Regions from separate parts of the Mus musculus genome. Here regions 1 and 2 are each linked to region 3. The links are chromatin contacts, called in public HiChIP or PLAC-seq and promoter capture Hi-C maps. All regions are on one chromosome and are shown on one strand. Each heading gives the region's core, a stretch centred on a gene start, on an enhancer-like site or on the middle of the called end of the contact. The rest is flanking DNA. Distances are from core to core; before and after follow the strand shown.

Evidence for each region. HiChIP or PLAC-seq counts read pairs in DNA pulled down with a chosen protein or histone mark. Capture Hi-C pulls out chosen DNA fragments and counts their contacts.
Region 1: a promoter capture Hi-C map of adipose tissue shows a contact between it and region 3. The contact joins the promoter of Gpr19 here to the promoter of Hebp1 in region 3. A contact is called at or near these places in 2 of 115 datasets of contacts at active chromatin or transcription factors (embryonic stem cells and pancreatic cancer cells) and 1 of 9 other capture datasets (adipose tissue).
Region 2: a contact with region 3 is called in a FOXA1 HiChIP or PLAC-seq map of pancreatic cancer cells. The contact joins the promoter of 1700055D16Rik here to the promoter of Hebp1 in region 3. A contact is called at or near these places in 1 of 115 datasets of contacts at active chromatin or transcription factors (pancreatic cancer cells) and 2 of 9 other capture datasets (adipose tissue and pancreatic islet).

What each region holds. Positions count from the first base shown.
Region 1 is chr6:134,896,826-134,899,525 of GRCm38.p6, forward strand. Gpr19 (G protein-coupled receptor 19) reads right to left here and starts at 1,369. Exons shown (of 4, transcript NM_001362050.1): 1 at 1,007-1,369; 2 at 337-388. It overlaps 2810454H06Rik (RIKEN cDNA 2810454H06 gene), which reads left to right and starts at 1,136. Exons shown (of 1, transcript NR_029441.1): 1 at 1,136-2,700. RefSeq lists a cis regulatory region at 781-1,316.
Region 2 is chr6:134,790,916-134,793,718 of GRCm38.p6, forward strand. It overlaps 1700055D16Rik (RIKEN cDNA 1700055D16 gene), which reads left to right and starts at 1,445. Exons shown (of 2, transcript NR_151454.1): 1 at 1,445-1,581. Dusp16 (dual specificity phosphatase 16) reads right to left here and starts at 1,713. Exons shown (of 7, transcript NM_130447.3): 1 at 1,362-1,713.
Region 3 is chr6:135,166,859-135,169,572 of GRCm38.p6, forward strand. Hebp1 (heme binding protein 1) reads right to left here and starts at 1,357. Exons shown (of 4, transcript NM_013546.3): 1 at 1,162-1,357. The coding sequence starts at 1,239.

The DNA of each region.
Region 1 (2,700 bases), core at 119-2,618, 270 kb before region 3:
AGATGTACAAGGGTCATATGCAAATAGTATACCTCATTACGCAGGGGACTTGAGCATCATGCATTGCGGGACTTGTGCAAGGTCCTGCAAACAATCTCCAGGGACAGTAAAAATGACAATACTGTCTGTACTATATAGCACTGCTCCCAATATTAGAGTGAATCCTAAGATCTACACAACTGGAAGGCTATAGATTAGAAATCTATAATCTTGTAATGAGCCAGTGACTCATCTGAGTGACTTGTTAGCCAAATTTCATTCCGGCTGAACCGTGAAGTTGGTGGGAGAGGCCAGGCATTCTATTGGAAAGAGGACACTTCAGTTGCCGGATGGTACCTCAGAGTCGTGATAGGGCAAAAATCCAGTTTGTGCAGGTGTTCCACGTCCCCTGAGAGAGAAAAGAGGCCAAATCAGTCAGAGCGGTCCACACTTGCAACATCCTAAGACTCCAGATTATCTGTTTTACCCCGCCCCAACCTCAGCTCTTGCCTGCGACAACTTTAAAAAATGTTTCTGTTGCACTCAAAGACATCCCCATTTCACTTCGCTATCGTAGACTAAATATGCGGCACTGCTGCCTACTTGCTTATAAATATGCGTAAATATTTTAAGCTAAACTTCCTCTACTGCTCTAATTCCTCCTAGCCTCATCTCTCAAGCCTTCATTGGCTCCTTCCATTTTTAAAACTTCTCATCTTCATATCACTGTGTTAGCCCGGTCCACATTCACAGCCTCTCAGAATCTTCGGGGGTGGGGGGGGGGAAGTCCCGTTCGTTCCCCAGATTTATCCTTTTATGCCAGTTAGCTCGCGTGCCACACAACGAAATCGCAACATCTTTTAAAAACCGCGAGGGGTTCTCTTCCCACTCTGACTCTTGGATTCGCGGAGACCTCATGACCCATACGAGAACAGAAGAATGGGGGGGGCGAGTTACAGTCAAGTGGAATTTTGACCGAAAAATCCCTAAGGACGTGCCGCAGTGGGCGTGAATCCCCGGCTCCGACCTGACTGACATCCCTCGGGGGCCGACGGGGCCACCTGTGACCAAGCAGGAAGTTCTGAACGGTTTGCGCGCCAAAAAGCCCAGCGCATGCGCACACAGCCACGGGCGGGGCGGGGGCGGAGTCCCGGCTGGCACAGGATCTCGCGTTGTCTGGGGAAAGAGGCACAGAGGTCTTTACGGTGGCGTTGTGGGAACCGCCCACCACCTCTCCTTTAAATCTTCTTTCTTTCTTCTTTTTTTTCTCTGTCTTTTCTCTGTCCTCTCAGCCTCAGTGTAGACAGTGAGCGAAAGAGCTCAAGGCCGGCAGCTCTGTGGAAGAGTTATGGCTGCCATGGTCGCGCAGCCGGTGCCTCAGAGTGAGAGTAGCAGAAGCCACACCGTCGATCGTCTTAAGATGCTAGGGTTTGCTTTGGCCTTCCCCCTTTTTTATGATGCTATGCAAACCAAAAAACAAAAAACAAAACAAAAAAAAAATCACCTTGGCGCACGGCGCCTGCGCAGTGCTTGTTTACCGCGGGCCGAGCGCAGGCCCCTTCCCTCCGCCCAGATCCTGCGCCTGCGCCTGCGCGGCTGACGTGGATTTCTCCGGGAAAACCGCGCCTCCTAGTCCCGGGACTAGGGAGCGAGCAGCCGAGTGTGCCGTGGGAATCTCGGAGCCCTGAAATGAGAACCACAACGCCCAGAGTCGGTGTCGCGGCAGGATCGTGAGCACAGATGACCCAGGTGCTGTGCACGCCACCGTCGCTGAAGTGAGCAGCGGAGCGTGAGAGCGAAGACCGGCGGCGCTGACGCCTCAAAGGATGGACTTTGTTTAGCAAAGATGCAAATAAGCCTGACCCTAAGGCCGCCGGAGTTCGAGCAATTCCTGACTGGGCTAAGACTGTTCTTGAAGGCGACTCAGAAAGGCGGCCATGCAAATTTTGAAACTAGAAAGAGCTGACACTAGAAGCAGTAGCCCTTTAAAGCAGAAGCCAGTTAGTTCATAAGAGTCTGAATGTCCCTTCAAAGTCCGCTCTAAATAGACTCAGACAGTGCTCATAAAATATTATCTGATAAGCATAGATTATTTTAGATATGGTTATCCATTTGCAAGTAGAGGCAAACTGATTTGTGAAGGAATTTCTATTGATAGATTCCAGTACGTTCAAAAAAAATTAATAACTGGCAACTTAGCTAAGCCTGAGCATTTTTCTAGTTTTCAAAACAATGGAATTTATTTGGCAATTTTATTAGACCCTATTTTTTGACCGGTGAGATTGAAGTCTTTAGATTTGTAACATTTTTCTACCAGAAAAAGTGAGATTTTAACCAGTAAGAAGGGGGAAATGTATGTATGTGAACAGAAGAGGTCAGAACTTGAAGACTTGTCATGCTTCCAACATTTGTCTCAAGAGAAGCTATCATCTCACCTCGGATTTTTTTTTTTATGTTCAATATAATAGTAAAATTTAGCATACTTTGAACATTTTTTTTCCTATACAATCTGGGTATGGTGGTACATTGAAGAAGAAAAAAAATGGGGTTTGTAGATCAGTTGGTAGGCTCCTTGCCTAAAAGCCACGGATTTATGCAGAACTGAGTAAAATGGGACTTGGTGGTAGACCTATAGAGGCAGGATCAGAAGTTCAGGGCAATCCCCACGTATGGAGTCATAAACCAGCCTGGGCTACATGAAACGCTGTTTTAAACAAAGAA
Region 2 (2,803 bases), core at 195-2,694, 380 kb before region 3:
CACAGACACTTCAGTTTTCAATTTACTTCTCCAAGCGACTGGTCTTCACCCAATAGAGAATTCTATAAATCTGAATTACAGCCTCCCACAGTGTGCTCGCTAATATTTGAATTGTCTCAATTGTTAAGCTTTTTTCCCCTTCTTCTGAAATTTACCTTTAAAGGTCTTTTCTTTAAGGGAGATGAAAAAGTGTAGGCTTTTTGAGGAAGTAGTTGTTAACTGTATGTACTATCAAGCTCCACAGAGTGGCCAAAGAGGCTTATTCCCCCTGAGAATCTATTTCAGAGAGAGAGAGATAACGTGAGCAGGAGAGAACACATACCTGGTCATTTTCCCAGCAGGTTCGATAGGTTTGATTCGCTTGTAAGAGCAGAGTATTTACTTACAATCTTTAAAAGCAAAGTGGCACCCAGCGCACTGTGTAAATAAAAACCTCAGAGGTTTAAAAACCCTCATCCTAACTCACTTCCCCTTGGTTCAGGGGACGGCACAGCCAACCCCACAGCAAATGAGATTATGCAACAGGTTTTTCCTCTCTAATCATGGGCTGATTAGAGGTGTGCGTTCTCCAAACAATCTGAGACACACAGGACTTCAAAACACCAAGGATCTTTGCAACAGGCGTTTAAGAAAAGTTCTTTCCAATTTTGCACAAGCCATTCATTTTAAGATCTCCTTGTACTTTCCCCAAGTGTATTATCAGCTTTCTGTAGGAAACAACCCGTCGCTCTTAAAGAGTTTGCATGTATGTCCTCCTTAGGGTTTTTTTTTTTCCACGTGAAACTACACCGTACACACACACACACACACACACACACCGTCCGTTGTTTCCCCGTTTTCATGTCTCACATTTTACAGCTACTGTAAATAAAGGAGTCACCGGCGGACCGTTTTCCTCCAACACCGTGACGGGAGCCCCGGAATGAAAGTTGAGTTTTGGGGGTGGGTTTTTTTTTTTTTTTCCTTGTTTAAGGAAGCGACACGGTCGCTCCCCAGGTGGCCTCGCTGGCTGCCTGCACACACACAAGGTGAATTTGGGATTATGGAAACAGTCAGGGCCCCACTTGGCAGGCGTGTTGTGTAACAGTCTGGAAGTGAGCAGCTTCGCCCGCCCAGGTGCCGGCGACCCGCGGCCCGGGGCTCGTTCGCCCGCTCGCCCGCTCGCCCGCTCGGCGCGGCGAGGCCGGGGCGCCCCCGCGGCTCGGGCCGACCCCCAGCGCGGCCTACACACCCCCCGCCGCCGCCGTCGCCGCTCCGGGCCGCCGTGGCCCGCCGGCCCCCGGCCGGGGAGAGCGCGCGGCGGCCGGCACGAGGAGCGGACGCGCCTCCCAGCCGGCCCGCGGCCCGCCGCGAACACTTACTTGAGGGGCCGCCGGCTCCAGGCTCGCGGAGGGGAGCGAGCGTTGTCACCGCGTCGCCCAGCCGTCGCTCGCGCGTCCTCCTCGCCGCCGGGGCTTCTCCTCTGAAGGGTGGGCGGAGAGCTTAGCGAGAGCCCGGGCGTTTGCAACTTTTCTTCACTTTCTCTTCCACCGCCCCCCGAAAGAGGGAAAAAAAAATGTCGACAGGGATGAAGAAGTTGAGGTAAAGTTGGGGGTCCGCGCGGGAAAAGCGAGAGGGGGAGGGTAAATGGTTGGAAACGGGATGAGAGCCCCCCCAAACGGTGATGCCCGCAGGAGGGGACCAGGGGGGGTAGTGTGGGGGTTGGGGAGAGAGAAAGAGTCGCTGGTCAGGAAACTTCAAGCGCGGATGAGGTCATCGGTTTAAAAATAAAGAGATGGCGTCACTTGAAACCAATCCCAGTGAATGAACTCAGCGGAGCCCGGGGGGGAAAGGAGGAGACGGGCGAGGGCGGGGCGGGGGGCGGGGTGGGGGGGCGGGGTCTCCGGCCCAGGCCGCGCATCGCCCGCCCCTCGGCGCTCGTCCCCGCGAGCCGGAGCCTCCGGAGCCTCCGGGAGGCGGGCTCGGGTCGCGTACCGGGCCGACCGAGCGGCGCCTCGGCGCTCCGGGTTCGCGGCCCGGGAGCCTGGGTCTGTGGCCCGCCCGCCTCCTGCCCGCGCTGGGGTCTCTCCTCCGACGGAGGCGGCTGCTCCAATGCCCCCACTCTAGGGGAAGGAAAGCAAGGCGATCTGAGAGTGCTGCAGTCAATCATTTTGTAAGAAGGTCCCGGAATCCCAAATCCGGGGCTTTTCTCTTGAGAGGGAAGTTACAGGTACTTGAAGGAAAACTGCACCGGTGATATCAAACATATCTTCACCTATGTCTTCGTCCTTGAAAGACCCTACTACACGAGTGCGGGCAAACGCAGCCAAGAATTATTTTTTCTAAAAGAATCTTTTCTGCGTGCCCTCGAGATGGCTCAACAAGTAAAGGGTCCATGCGGTGGAGAGAACCGCCTTTGAAAGTTGTCCTCAGTCCACATGCTGTTCCCCACCCCGCTACACACACACACACACACAAATAAATAAATAAAATGTAATACACACACACAAATAAAATGTAATAAGACGTTAAAGGTATTTTAGGGTTGTTAGGAGCACTGACGGCTCGATTCCCAGCACCCACATGGCAGCCCAGAACCATCTGTAACTCCAGTTCCAGGGGATCTGATGCCCTCCGCTGACCTCCATGGGCACCGAGCACACATGGGGCGCACACACAAACATGAAATCAAAACGCCCTTACACATTAAGTAAGTATTCTCGACATCGGTAGTACAGCATCATCTTTAAGTCAAACCAGAGTTCACTTGCTTTCAAGAGATGCAAGACCTACTTGAGCCTACTTTAACTCCAAGTCTTTCATG
Region 3 (2,714 bases), core at 107-2,606:
AGTTCAACTTTCAGCACGCTTCAGTTGCCACCAGGCTGTATAATCTAACCAGCCCATTTCACTCCTTTTCATTATCTGTCTTTGAACTCGTTCGTGTCCCTGCGTGATCAGGGCTTCAATTGCTTGTTCTACACACAACTGAGGAGCCCCTGAGAGGGGGAAGGATGGCTTGACAGAACTCTGGAGGGCTGAGTCTAGACTAAAGTTGAGTTGTGGGCTTTGTGTGAGGTTCAGTGTAGTAGGTTCCAGACCTTGGCCCCCAGGTAACACGGGCCTTTTATCCAGAATCATTATAATAAGAGAGTGTCCTGAGATAAAATATATGTCAGGCTGAGGGAGCAGATGAGTTGCAAAATACTCGGCTTGGTTTGCACAAGGCTCTAGGTTTAATTCCCAATATTAACCAACCAATAATCAAATACATGCCTTCAAGATTATACCCGAGTACCCAAACTCCTAACTTTCATGAAAGCTGACCGGGTGTCCTGATGCCCCTCTGGTGCCGATGCAAATTTGGTAGACCAAGGTGATTAAGTCTCCTCGCTCACTCCATGCATCCAGCACTAGCAGTTGCAACCGTGCAGCTCTGAGCCTTTGCACAGGCACTTGCCTGGGAACTCCCACACAAGCGGAGCTTAGCAGCCCACAGGTTGAAGGGCCCCTTATGGCTCCCTAGCAGATATGCCTGCTGCAACCATGTGTCTCTCACAAAATTGTTCAGAATGTAGCCAGGCGTAGTGGGTCATGCCTGTAGTCCCAACTCTGGGAAGGCTGAAGTGGGAGGAATATTGCGACAGAATTCGAGGCTAATCTAGGTTACACAGCCAGTGTCAGGGTAGCCTGGGACAGAGTGGGTCTCTGCCCTAAGAGGGGGGGGGGGAGTTCAGACGGTTTGGAATGCTTAAATGGACAGATGCACGCAACAGGCAGTGTCCCACTCGCCAAGATGGATCCTTTTCCGCGTCAGTGGTCTGGCTGAGCCAGACTGCTCTTTCCCCTCCTTCCCAGAGCAAGCGCCGGGCAGTACAGGGCGGCCCCAGCCGGAATGCAGCTTCGGTCACAGTCCCACCCATGGCCCCGCGGCACCAGTTTCAGCCCCGGCCAGGGTGGGGACGGCCGCGCAGAGTCCTCCTTCAGGTCCTCTACACCCTGCCGGCCTACCTTGCCCCCGGTGCTTAGAACCTGCCAAGGCCACGTTTCCACGCTCCCGAACAGTGAGTTCCTGATCATGCCCAACATGGTGACGCCGTGGGGTCTGGCCGATCGAGCGTACACTCACTGGCAGTAAGGTCCACAGGGCGAGGGGCAGTAAGCGCGTGAGTAGACAGGCGATTGGGGCGGGGCTGCGGCGGTCTCCGCCCACTGGGCGACACCGGGCGTGGCCTGGGCAGCGTCCCCCAAACTCCACCCACGTGAGCCCAGTCTCCTGGGTGCGGAGCTGGTTCAAGCCTGTAGCACCCCACTTTGTGTATACTTTCCTTAGTCACCCTCTTCCTACCTCACTGCATCTCACAGATGATTAAAAACAAACCGTGTTCGTTCTTTTGTGACAGGGTCCTGCTATGCAGCCTACGCTGGCCTGAGGATCCCTCCGCTTCAGCTTCTGGAGCACTGGGCTTGCAAGTGATCACTGTCACTCCTGGCTTCATCTTCTAAGGGGATGGAAAAGCCACTCTTAACCTTTTTCTTACTGTTTTCTTTTTTAACTTTGTCTTTTTAGTTTGTTGGGCAGGGTCTCAGTGTCCAGGCTGGCCCAGAACTCACTATTGTAAACAGGGTGGCTGGGAACTCTGCTGTCTTCCTGTCTCAGCTTCCTCCGAGCTGAGGATTATGGGAGTGCGTCACCATAACAAGCTCTACAGTGCATTTAAAAATGGTTTTACTTTAAGGTGTGTGCGCGCACACTGGTGCGTTGTATTCCCCTGGGAGCTAGTATCACAGGAGGTCCCAAAGGTGGGTGCTAGGAACAGAACTGAGATCCTCTCTGAAGGCAGTGTGCGTCTTTAAGAGCTGAGCCATCCCTCCAGTCCCAACAGTGTATTAATCACAAGTTTCACACTACTTGCCCAAACAACAGCTCGTTCAGTCCCCTTATAACCTAACCGATTTTGTCAGGATTTATTTTATTTGAGTGTTTGTTTCTTGCCAAGTACTTTGTAAATATTACCTGTACTCTAGTACACTCTAGGATCATTAATATACACACACCACATAATAGTATCACAGATATTATTAGGGTACTAGATACTAAATCTACACACATCACACAGTCCTAGTATCACAGTTGTACATGTACCCATCTTACGGGGGTGGGGAGGTTGAGGGAATGGTGTGAAGATACTGAATAGGAGCAAAATGCATATGCAAATGATATGCAAATGATATATACATAAACTGTCATAGTGAAGCCCATTGCTTTATATGCTATCTGTCCTGGTCAACTTGACACAAACAAGTGTTATTTGAGAAGAGGAACCTCCATCGAGAGCTTGTCTGCATCAGATCACCTGTTAGCCAGTCTGCGGGGGCAATTTCTTGATTAATGACTGAGATGGGAGGTTCCATTCAACTGTGTATGGTATTGCCCCATGGCAGGCAGTTCTGAGTTGTTAAGAAAGTAGGTTGAGCAAGAAGACCTAAGGAGCAAGCCACTAAACAGGACTTCCCCACGGGGTCTGCTTCAGTTCCCACCTCTGGGTCCCTGCCTTAAGTGA